Regions from separate parts of the Mus musculus genome. Here region 2 is linked to region 1. A link is a contact called in public HiChIP or PLAC-seq data. All regions are on one chromosome and are shown on one strand. The core of a region is the stretch at or near the end of the contact, and the rest is flanking DNA. Distances in the headings are between cores, read along the strand shown.

The links. HiChIP or PLAC-seq counts read pairs in DNA pulled down with a chosen protein or histone mark.
Region 2: an H3K27ac HiChIP or PLAC-seq map of embryonic stem cells shows a contact between it and region 1, with 7 read pairs. The contact joins the promoter of Cops4 here to the enhancer-like site in region 1. A contact is called at or near these places in 6 of 39 promoter capture datasets (the C10 cell line, cranial neural crest, embryonic stem cells and 3 more), 1 of 15 datasets of contacts at CTCF or cohesin (CD8 T cells), 5 of 484 Hi-C or Micro-C datasets (CD4 T cells, the HPC-7 cell line, Th1 cells and 1 more), 4 of 115 datasets of contacts at active chromatin or transcription factors (the HPC-7 cell line, the SCID.adh cell line and embryonic stem cells) and 3 of 9 other capture datasets (adipose tissue, liver and pancreatic islet).

The regions. Positions count from the first base shown.
Region 1 is chr5:100,473,093-100,479,132 of GRCm38.p6, forward strand. Lin54 (lin-54 homolog (C. elegans)) reads right to left here. Exons shown (of 13, transcript NM_172714.4): 4 at 2,597-2,739. Among named protein-coding and RNA genes, the nearest start is that of Lin54, 25 kb to the right of the region's middle. Within about 2 kb of position 3,424, at least 15 of the 459 cell types and tissues checked have an H3K27ac peak or open chromatin away from gene starts, as enhancers often do. A contact at or near this core is called in the HPC-7 cell line, Th1 cells and embryonic stem cells, where this site is marked.
Region 2 is chr5:100,516,141-100,522,180 of GRCm38.p6, forward strand. It overlaps Cops4 (COP9 signalosome subunit 4), which reads left to right and starts at 2,169. Exons shown (of 10, transcript NM_012001.2): 1 at 2,169-2,410. The coding sequence starts at 2,337.

The sequences.
Region 1 (6,040 bases), core at 2,174-4,673:
CTGGAAACTGGTGCTAGGTACCGGCCTGTTAGTTAATTTGAGTTCAACCTTAGATCAGGTTCTGTAAGATGGAGTCTAAACCCAAAATGTTTGGTCTCTCAGCAGATATTAATGTTAATGAGTGGACTGTGATAACTTTTCATACTCATCTTAATCCCCTATTTCATCTTACTGGGTGTTAACTCAGATCTACAGAATTGAACAAGTATCAGGAGTAGGTATTTAACACTGTGCTCATACATGGAATCTTAAGGAATTTTTTTCCTTTTTAAGTTATGAGAATACTATTTTTGGGGTTACCAAAGTAGAAGCTGAGTATTATCAGGGATTTTAAGTATTCATTGGAACTTCCATGTAATCACTCTCTGCCTTTTTTTTTTTTTTTTTAAACTCTTTTTTTTTTTTTTTTAAAGATTTATTTATTTATTATATGTAAGTACACTGTAGCTGTCTTCAGACACTCCAGAAGAGGGCGTCAGATCTTGTTACGGATGGTTGTGAGCCACCATGTGGTTGCTGGGATTTGAACTCTGGACCTTCGGAAGAGCAGTCGGGTGCTCTTACCAACTGAGCCATCTCACCAGCCCCCACTCTCTGCCTTTTGAATTAATTAGTTTTTGCACATTAAGATGCTGGGCTTAAGAAACTGAAATATACCATAATGAACATTTCTAAAAAGAAATACTATGATTTCCGATCAAAAGGTACATACACTGGAAGCAAGAAAAAACGAGGATACAATTGGTAAAACCTAAAGCTAAGAGAAATAAAAAGACATCCCTTCATGACTTCAGTGTTTGTTTGAATGTCTAATAAACACCTATGAAATTCATGATTACTTAGAAAATGCAATAGAAGAACTCTGTCCTCCAGGGAGTGACAAATGCAGGTCAAGTGGACCGAGAAAGCAGACATTCTGATGTTCTACAACGGAAGCCGTGACATTAGAGTGAGGACTGTCGGAAGTGTTACAAAACAAAGTTGTCAACAAGCCTACATAGGGAGAGATGCTAGGAGAAGAAATGGGACCCAAGAGGCTTGCCAGCAGACACAGAAGTGAACAGGGGGACCAGGGCCGAGCAGAGAGAGGCAGATCTAGCCACATGGTAGGACATCATGCCAGGATTAGTCAGGGTAAGCTAGAGAGCTGGCTGGGAGGTGGCCTGGAGTTTGAGACCAGCATAGGCTCTATAGAAAGACTCTGAAGACAGAGTAAAGCAAAACAAAAGAATAGCCTTCTCTGTATAAATCTTAGTAGCAAACACACACACACACACAGAGGTATCAGTCTACCTGTAATAACTGAAATTCTGCAAAGAGCTTCTAATGCTTCCATCTAATGTTCGGATTGAACTTCTTGAGATAAAAACCTTAATCTTTCTAGGTTTCAGCCCCGTGTGTGAAAAGCATGAGACAAAAAGCTGAGTCCACTCGGTTATAGAAAACACCATCTATGTGAACATACCACTTTGTATCTGGATGCCAACTTTAATAGGCTGTATGATATCATATTTATATATTATAGAGAGCAAACGTCCAATGTGGTTTTATTTATGAATAGCTACAAATCAAGGAGGGAGCTGACAAGGAGATGGTGTATTTCCAGACACACAGGGTGGCGTCTAACAGAAAAAAAAAGTTGTGACTTTTATAATATACCTGCTTTGTATGCTTTTCTACGTTGGCATAATGATAATTGTGAGTCTCAGGGAAGTAAGTTAGACACTTGCCTCGTTTACACTGAGAGTGTGCTTAGCATGCCTGACATCCTTTTCCAGTCTTCAGTGTTACCCATCGGGAGCTGGCATTGCCATACATAGTTACTTTAGCATGTTACACTATAAACTCACGACATCTGTTTATTATTACCCAAATAGTAATATTGCTAAATACTAACTGAAGAGTAACTAACTACATCATATATATCCTTCACTAAAAACTTGTATTTATATTCATACAGGCCATAAAAGTCACCAATGATCACTCTGTTGCCAAGTGTTTGAAGTAAAATCTTCACTAGCCAAAACCCCTTGCTTGTGGCTGAGAGCAGAGGTCAGTGGTAGAGCACTTGTCAAAACCCCGGTACCAAACAAACTAATAAACAAGGCTGGAGCCAGGCATGGTGGCGGCGCACGCCTTTAATCCCAGCACTCGGGAGGCAGAGGCAGGTGGATTTCTGAGTTCGAGGACAGCCTGGTCTACAAAGTGAGTTCCAGGACAGCCAGGGCTACACAGAGAAACCCTGTCTCGAAAAAACAAAACAAAACAAAAAAAAAAACAAAAAAACAACAACAACAAAAAAAAACAAGGCTGGGAGTCCTGGATCATCATGCCTAGAAACCACACTGGGGAGGCAGAGGCAGGAGGATTTTAGGTCCTAGGCCACCCAAGGCTACACAGTAGAGTCAGTCCTAAACAAACCAACAAGCAAAAAAAAAAAAAAAAATTCTGATTAGTAAATTAATCCTATATTCACCAAGTACCTATTGATAACTGCTTAGGGATATATGAAAACTAAAGTACTTGAAGTTACTTGTAAGACAATAAAAGAATCAATCACAATATTTGGCATTTGGGGCTCATTTTCTTTTTTTACCTTATTTGGCGACTTCAAAGGTGAGATGGCTATCTTATTTGGTGTCTGTGTTGTCGAATTTAAAGTTGATCCAATCACACCACTTTCTGATATTGTTATAGTCTTTGATGGAGTTCCAGGAGTAGACTGTGAAAGAACCCTACCTGCAAATGAGAGGGAACCCGTCAGCTGAGGAGTTTTAGTAATAGTTAAAAAAATTTACACAGTGATGATCTCTCTATATAAGGATTTTAGTTTCATATATATCAATATATGACTTTAGAGACACCAGTGTGACCCTAATGAATGATAGGGACCACCAAACAAAGCTTCTTAATAATACCTAATACTAGATTACCTAGCAGTGCCCCCTGAACCATAGTTAAGGTAATATCAATGAGAGAGAGAGAGAGAGCGCGCAAGTGAGAGCGAGCGCTTGGGACAACTCAGGACTTGGGCCCCAAGTTTTCTTCGTCTCTGTACTTTTACACTTACAACAGCTATCTTCCTATTTGAACTTAAATCATGTAGAGCAAAATTAAAACCAACAGTTCTGCAGGGAGGGCAGCTTGGTTGGCAGAGTGCTCGCCTCTCATGCAGGGAGCCATGAGCACCTCATAAACCAGGCAAGATAGGACACCTGAGGATCCAAGGACTTTCTCAGCAACAGAGGAACCAGCCAGGAATATGTAAGACTTATCTCAAAAAACAAAACAAAAATCATGCAGACCCGTACAAAACAGCTACTGAGGCCAGAGAGGTGGCTCCGTGGTTAAGATCACATGCTGTTCTTCCAGAAAACCAGAGTCAGCTCTCAATACCCACATCAGGAGGCTGCAGCTCTTTGTACTTCACCTCTAGGGATCTGATGCCCTCTGCTGGCCTCTGACCCAAACAAGTGACTGTACACAAACAATCAATGTCATTTTAAACATTTAAAAACTATTTTAAAGTAATTTTTAAATGTTTCTTTACGGAGTTGGGGGATGGCTCAGTGGTTAAGAGCACTGACTGCTCTTCCAGAGGTCCTGAGTTCAATTCCCAGCAAGCACATGGTGGCTCACAACCATCTGTAATGGGATATGATGCCCTCTTCTGGTGCGTCTGAAGACAGCTACAGTGTACTCATATACATAAAATAAATAAAATCTTTTTTAAAATTGAAAACAGCATAGTCAATAATAAAAACACTATTACTTTAAGTATTTAACATTTAAATTACTTCAGTTAAGCTGAGATTTAACAGTGCTATTTTATACTATTTAGGAACTACCATTAAAGTCACTAGTTATTGTGGTTACTGACACGCTAATGGTTGTTTTTAAAAATATACTTACTTATGGTATAGATTAAGGCTGAGATGTTTACAGGTAAATACTTACTATCAGAAATCGCTTTATAACAATACTCAGATGGAAGGGATGAAGGCTTATGAAATGAGACTGGTCAAGACCTAATGATTGTTCAAGCTGACTGAAGATGTAATCAAATTTCATTAAGTGAATTTCCTTAAAAAGTAAAAACTATATGCACATGTGTACGTGTTCACAGGTTTGCTGCCACAGGGTTACACCTCCAGCCTTGTGTGTGTCTAAGAATGGGTTTGTGCAAGTGAGTGCAGTGCCCTGGGGCCTAGGAGGGCGGGAGTTAGGGCCTATTGTGGGCTGCCATATGTGGATGCTGGAGCCAAGCTGCACTCTTACCCACTGAGCCACCTCTCCAAACTCTTGAAAAACTCTTACAGGCAATCTCAATTATTGAAGATAATTAATACTGGGGGGGGGGGGCACTTAAAATGAACTCAAAACAGAGCAAACATTCTGAAGCAAAGAACTGGCAGGATGGTTCCTCAGGGGCAAGTGCCTCCCACACACACCTGATGACCCCAGAAAGGAAGCAGACAAACAAACCCTCAAAGTTGGCCTTGATTTCCACACACCAACACAATAATCGTTTAAATTTTAAAGCAAATTATAAGTATGGAAGAAAACGAAAAAGCAGACTTCCTTCCTTCCTGCTTTTTATCTTACAAGGCGTCCCGTTTACTGTGTGTTGTGTTCCTTACCACAACAACGGCAGTGTGCTGCCGGCTGGCCACTGTGAGCTGGGGTTCCCTGGGAAACGAGTCTGCTGAGGGGGCCTTCCAGCCTTTAGACCAACTGGAGGTCATCCCCTTGCACTCAGGGGAGGACTAAAGTGAAAGCAGAAGCCCCTTATAGGAGCCGCGGACCTGTGAGCTACCCAGTGGGCCAGCTGAGGGGCTGTGAGGTGTGGAGCACCCTAAACTCAGGAACTGGACAAGATGGCCACATGGTCAGTGCCCCAGGGTGGGAATTAAGAATTGGTGCCAGGCGATGTTCCTGTTTGCAGATTTCACTGTTTTGGGGTAGAGGCCTAGGTTACTGTAGAGTAAACACTCTACAGTCTAACACTCTAGGCAAGTGCTTTATCACCAAGTCATGGCCCAGCCTACAAGCCTTATATTAAGGACTACTATTTACAATATTTAACGTCAGCTTGGAGTATGATGGTCTCATGCTTGAGGCTTTCCCTTCTCCCTCAGTGGAAAGTGATTCCATTTAATGACTAGGTCCCCTGGATCCCTCGCTGGGCTCGGGATACCCCAAATAGGCTCCATCTGTAAATGCGTCACTTCTTCCCGAGGTCTATTAAGGCTGCTGAGATAGTTCTGTGGGTAAAGGTGCCTGCGCCAGGCCTGAGGCAAAGACCCCAAACCCCACGTGGTGGGAGAGAGGAGACTGCCTCAAGTTGCCCTGTGAGCCCCACAAACCCTCGAAGGCACATCAGAGCTTACACTCAGCTTGCATTGGGATATTTCATGACACACTTGGAATCCAGGGGTTTGTTGTTGCTTTTGTTTTCTAGGGACTCTGCTAGATTTTCCTCTTATTTTTACTATCTCGTCATTTAGCGTGTTCCCAGTCTGGCTGTTCACAGGCCAGGTGCGTGTAGAAGTCAGATGACACCCTGGAGAGGTCAGGTCTTTCCTTCTTCTCTGTAAACTTAATACTGACAGGTCCAAGCCAAGAAATGAATCAAGCAAAGAATATTTTAAGCAAGGATGTGACAAGATCAAATCTGTACTTTAGAGAAATGAGGTATACATTGGTAAATCCATCTTCAATGAGAAATCTCCAATTAAGAAACAATCTTAACAGATTCTGAAAAAGCATCAGCTGCACTAGGGAGGCTGTATCAGCAGACCACTGTAAGGTCAAAAGCCAGCCCGGGCTATAGAATGGGCACCAGGCTAGTCAGGGCTATAGAGCAAGATCCTGACTCCCACCCCCTCTGCAAACTAAACTTAGTGCAAACAATCCTAGAGACAGAACAGATATTGAGCATTTTGTCTGCAATTACAAGGCAACGCCAGGACTAACTTGCAAAATGCCATAAATGACCCAACGACTGAACAACAACACCCATGACAGTAGTCCACGACAG
Region 2 (6,040 bases), core at 919-3,418, 42 kb after region 1:
CTTAACCGCTGAGTCATCTATCCAGCACCTCTTACCCCCAGCCTTTTTTATACTTTCTATTCTCACACAGGTCCCACTAAGCTGTTTAGGCAGGCCTTGAGAGGCCTATGCCATTAAGCTCTGTGCACACAAAGGCTGCCCAATTGGAAAGTGGGCTTCCGGGCTCACCACTGTTAGGCATTCTTGCCAAAAGGACGTGATTTGAACAGTGTGGATAACCTCTACTTTACTTTGTTTGCCTTGCTCATGTCCAAAGAGAGAACATGCCATTTGTAACATGCCAAGATGGCTAAATGCTTCAAGTTAGTATTTGTTGTAGGTAAGTCTGCAAGAAATTGCAATCCTAAATATATCTGACTGGAAGACAAAATACTAGAATTCTCCTGTTCAGGATGATTTGGGAATATCTGCCAAAAAATGTGTATGCATCCTGACTCACTTTGGGGAATGTATTTTACTTGCACACATCTTAAATCATGCACATATAAGTTCATTCACTGCACCATTGGCTGCTCTATAAAAAACGTTCTTCATATGTCCTGTATGTTGTAACATACCTTTGCTACTTTAAAAATAATGACAGAAATAATAATGTCTTATATGACTAGGTCACCAGAAAAAAAGAGAAAACTCTAAAGGAGAACAATAAGGCATGTTACTTTCTGTGAAAGGAAGCGAATACAAAAACCTTGCATTTATCAGATTGTATTTTTGGAAAGAAGTTTTGTAAGAAAACATGAATAAGAAATGTAACCACATGTAAATGCAGGATGATCACATACCTTGTCACTCGTGAAACAGGTTCTCAATTGAAGGGCAGTATTACTAATCACTTCAGAACAATAGATGAAAATCAGCATTGTCTGAACAAAGTGGTATGTATAACCAACACTTTAAAAAGATACAGGGTGTATCAAGGAATGCACATATATAGTCCAAAGGTATATGTGTATGTGTGTGTGTGTGCACATTAATCTGTATTACATCTTAGAGCTTTGTGGGACAGGGTCTCTAGTAATCCCAGCTGGCTTCCAAGTCGATAGGATCAGGGGTATAGACTTGAACTCCTGATTCCCTAGCCTCCACTTCTGGAGTGCTAGTATTACGGTGACCACCATGAAACCTAGCTATTTATTTGTTTATAAGGGGAATGTGCCAAAAGCAGTCCACTATGATCATAAACTGTGCAGTTGAGTTTCCTCCCAAGTGGAAAAAACGCAGACATCGGCACACTTAGATGCCAGTGACTCATCGTGGGAGGAGCATATTCTTGATCGTGGTATACTCTTTCCCAGGTAAATGATCTGAAGAACCAGCCTGTCTCCATTTCAGACTTAAAAGCCATCTTATATAGTAAAGACAGATTAGGTTCCTTTCTGTTTACCATTAAACCTCTGTTCCAGACAAACTAGGTTCTTTCTTGTTTATGACTAAACCTTTGTTTGTCAGACATTGGGCTATTCTCCACCTGTAACCTTAACTACAAAATGTTCTGCACTGCCTGTTCCAGGAATAGAAGTCATGTCTTTGCTTCAAGAAGTGGTTTATAACCACCTTGGAGCCTTATCTGCTGCATAGGTTCCATGACCACCTATGACTACCTTGTTATGGCTACCTGTTGTGTTACCTTGTTTTGCTCGCCGCCTAGTTTGCCCGCCAAATCTCCGATATGGAACCCCTTACCCCTGAGCTATAAACACCTTGTCTTCCTTGAATCCAGGGCTGACCTACTGAACTCCACCTTAGGGGAAGGCAGCTTGTGTACACGAATAAAAAAGCTTGCTTTCATGGATTGCTTGTTGTAATTTGTTGTAAAATGATGATTTGGGTCTGTTGTATTTTTCCTCTTATCTTTGGAATTGACATTCCGTGTGTGTGTGTTGGTTGGTTTTTGTTTCTTTTTTCTTCAGTGTTGGACTATAGTGAATTGGAAGTAACTCTTTACATAGGTCGTTTAAGTGATGCCTTAAAGAACGGAGCGGAGAACGATAATAATCAGTCCCGGAACTTAGGGAAAACGTCGTCCTTTGACTTGCCGGGCCTTTACTGAAGTTGCACAAAGTACACGCCCTCAAGTTCTTCAGCCAATCCCAGGTCGGAGCGTGAGCGCCTGCGTCTCTCGGGAGACCTGGGCGGTCCTCAAACCGGAGGAGAGGAGTCTGGTGTCACTCAACTCGGAGGGCGGAGCTAATTCCTGCTCCCCTATCCGGCGCTCTGGCCCACAGAGACGCTGCTCTATGGCACCTCGCGTCCCCTCTGCCCGCCTCCTGGAGGACCACGCTCGTTTTCTTCTTGGCAGCGAGAGGTCCCGCAGCCGTGGCTGAGCTGGAGGAAAGATGGCGGCTGCCGTGCGACAGGATTTGGCCCAGCTCATGAATTCAAGCGGCTCTCATAAAGATCTGGCGGGCAAGTGAGTATTTCTTAGGAGTACAGAGGTAGGAAGGAAGCCGCAAGTTTATCTTCCCAGAGGCGACGGGCGCTCCGGGGCGTGAGGCTCGAGCTAGGCCTGACTCAGGGGGGCGGGCCTGAACTCGGCTGTGGCGGTAAATGTTGGGAGCAACAGAAAGCTGTAGGGACGGTATGCTGGGGTCCTGACCGTCCCAGGACCCCAGGTGGCTGCCAGCTTCTTAAGTCCTTGATAACGCCCTCTGCGGGTTCTTTTGGCTTCTGGAAGCGAGGTAAGAAAGATGACGGCTCGCCCGGCGGTGGGCGCCTTCCTTAGAGTCTCTTCGGCGAGCCCGACACACCGAGTTTGACTTCGGTTCGCTGCCGCCCCTGCCTTCGCCGTGTTGGAGGTAAATTTATATTCTGGACTTTGATGCAGACTTTTATTTCGAAGAGATGGCTTTCCAGGATTGATAGGGGCAGAGGAGGTATGGATGCTGTCATGTGGTCCAGAACTTCTCTCAGTTCATAGCGTGTGTGGGTCCTTATGTTCTGGATACTCGCAGTCTGTCACCAACTCTGGAGAAGAGAACACAGGCAGAATGTCCTCGGGCTCAGGATGTCTAGAACAGTGATATTTCCAGGGTCTGCTAAGGAATTTTGTCGAAACCTTAGGGTGCTTAGAGCCACGACAGGTCAAAAATTGGGACATGTTTCAGTCCCCTCAAGCAGTTGTTGAACAGCTGTAGTCTTCTTTGTGTAGATTTTTCACAGTTTTGCCTTCTAATGAAAGTATGCCTTCAATTGGCCCTAACATTTACACCTCACAGCTGAGGGCATGTTGATCTAATTAATGAAATATTCTTGCTCAAACCTGCACATTGAAATGGTGTGTGTGTTGTGTGGCCGCTGTGCTGGGCTTTTCTGTGTAGAAAGTACAGTCTACCTTATTAGTGGGAAATTTAGTTGTATAACCTGGGCTTAACTACATCATTCTTTATTTTTCCGCTTTAAAAAAATGGAAGGGTAATCGTGAGGCTTAGTCTTATCTGATTTCAAAATGAGCATGTGTCTATGTACTAATTACACTTCAATAACTGAGCACAGTCCCTGGTATCTGGAAAATGTCATAATGTTGTTATGAAGCAGTCAGTAAGTACATACGACTTATTCCAGGGGTTGGAAATAGTTCATTTATGTCTTCATCGTTTGGTTGTTTTTCCATGTATTAATACTTTTATAGCTTTGGATAGAAGTCAAACTAGCTTATGTATTCCCTTATATTTCCTTTGTTTTTTTCTCTCTTTATTACAGAAAATGTAAGTTCATTAATTATCAGCTAAGATGCAGGTGTTAGAACTTGAAAATCTTGTGGAACTTCATTACTATTTATCTCTCTAGCCCGGAATTAGAAATGAACAGTAGCATGTCTCCAATAGGGTGTTTCTTTTGCCTGTTGTAGCTAAATAAGTACACAATTGAGTAATATAAAAGTGACACCCCCCACCCCCCACCCCGGGATTCTGTATGTTGCCTGGCCTGTTTTCTTGATCTTACCTGGTTCAGTTACGCAGATTAATTTGGCTAGCAGATGCACTAGGGCTGGCCACGTGTAGATAGATACCTGGCAGTTGGCTGGATCTTTTATTCTCACTACATGGTTTAGCTTTGGCTTTTTTTTCTGGGACTTCCTGCATCAGAGTGTTCTAACAGGGTGAGAGTGGAAGCTGTAAGGCATAAGGCTAGTCTGACAAGTCTCACATCAGTTCTGTAATACCAATGAAAGCAAGTAGCGAGACCAGTCCAGATTCCAGGGGAAAGGAAATGGAATATATCACTAACTCTTTAGAAGCAAAGTGGTATTTTGCAGGAATATGAATGGAGGGTGGAGTGCCAGCCTACCAAGTGGATTTCCTTAAGAGGAAATGAAATACTTTGCTTGATAATGGATAGCCCATGCAGTGTTAGTTGGCACCCTCTCAACATTGCTTTCTTTCTTAAGAATTAGCTTATTATTTTTATTTATGTGTATGTGTGCCGTGTGTGCAAATGCCTATGGGTGTTCAAAGAGGGAGTGCATCCCCCTGAACCTGGAGTTACAGGTGGTGCTGAGCCACCTGGGTGGATGCTGGGAATTGAACTCAGGTCCTCTGGAAAAGCAGCAAGCATTCTGTTAACCACTGAGCCATCTCCAGGCTTCAGTGCTTTTTTTCTGAGGATATTCTTGGCCTTCCCTTTAGGTATTTACCTAGTACTATCTGGTAAGAATGTGTCAGAATTTACTTTCATAACAACACAGTTCTGCCAGCCACATACTTTATGATGTACATATGTCAACTCATCTGTTCGTTTATGGTTTTTATGTTGGGAACTGAGAAACAAAGGCTCTCACTTTAAGAAATTATAGAGTACAAGATTTCTAATGCTGACACTTTCTGTTCCATGCAGTGTAGTGTTCAAGAATTGTTGGTTAAATCAGTGACAAGCCAAGGGCTAGGGTTGGGGGCATGACGTCTATTTGAACCCAGGTTTTTTTCAAAAGCTCACTTTTAACCATCCAGATCATATTGCCTCCCCTCCTCCTCCTCCTTCTCCTCCTCCTCCTCCTCCTCTTCTTCTTCTTCTTCTTCTTCTTCTTTTTTTTTTTTTTTTGGTTTTTCGAGACAGTGTTTCTCTGTATAGCCCTGGCTGTCCTGGAGCTCACTTTGTAGACCAGGCTGGCCTCAAACTCAGAAATCCGCCTGCCTCTGCCTCCCAAGTGCTGGGATTAAAGGCGTGCGCCACCACCGCCCGGCTACCTCTCTTCTTAAAAGCTCATTTAGACATGCTTTCTGATTAGCTAAAGTTAGTATAAGAAACTAGCCATATAAATAGCATTTTGTTGTGGTTGTTGTTGCAGATATAGACTGCTTTTTATATATGATATATATTATATGTGGGTTGGGTTTTTCTTGTTTTTTTGTTTTGTTTTTTTTAATCTCTTACAAAGTTTAGAAGAGCAGACTGGAGCAATAGCCTGGCTAGTAGGAGCACTGACTGTTCTTCCTGAGGACCTGGGTTCAGTTCCCAGCATTCACATGGTGGCTCTCAACCATTTATAATTCCAGTTCCATGGGATCCAATGCTCTTTTCTGACCTCTGAGGGCACCAGACAAACCCGTGGTGCACAGACACACATGCAGACAACACATACACATAAAAGTAATTACATTTTTTTTTTCAAGAAAAGTTCTAGAAGCCAGGTGAAGGCCTTTGATTCCAGTACTTGTGAGTTGGAAGCAGGTCGGTCTCTTTGAGTTCCAGGGCAGCCAGGCTATATAAAGAGACCCTATCTCAAAAAATCCAAAACTCAGAACAAAAAGCCCCCAGACTTTGAGAAGAGGAAGAGAGACTGGAGAAGGAGCCTGCGAAGGTGATTGTTGTGACAGCCTGGCTGACTTAGTTGGCGAGCCTGCTTGGTTCTTCAACATTTGATTCAGATGCGACCTCCTGGAAACCTGCTCCTCATGCGCACACTCAGGCGAGCACAGCATCCTCACATGGCAGCTGGCTAGTGAGCTTCCTGTGCACAGCTGGAGCCTACTTTCTCGTGGACAGAGATTAGGTTGTTTTGTTCATTTCTTCACTTCCCTGACCAGAATTCAATTTTTAAAAA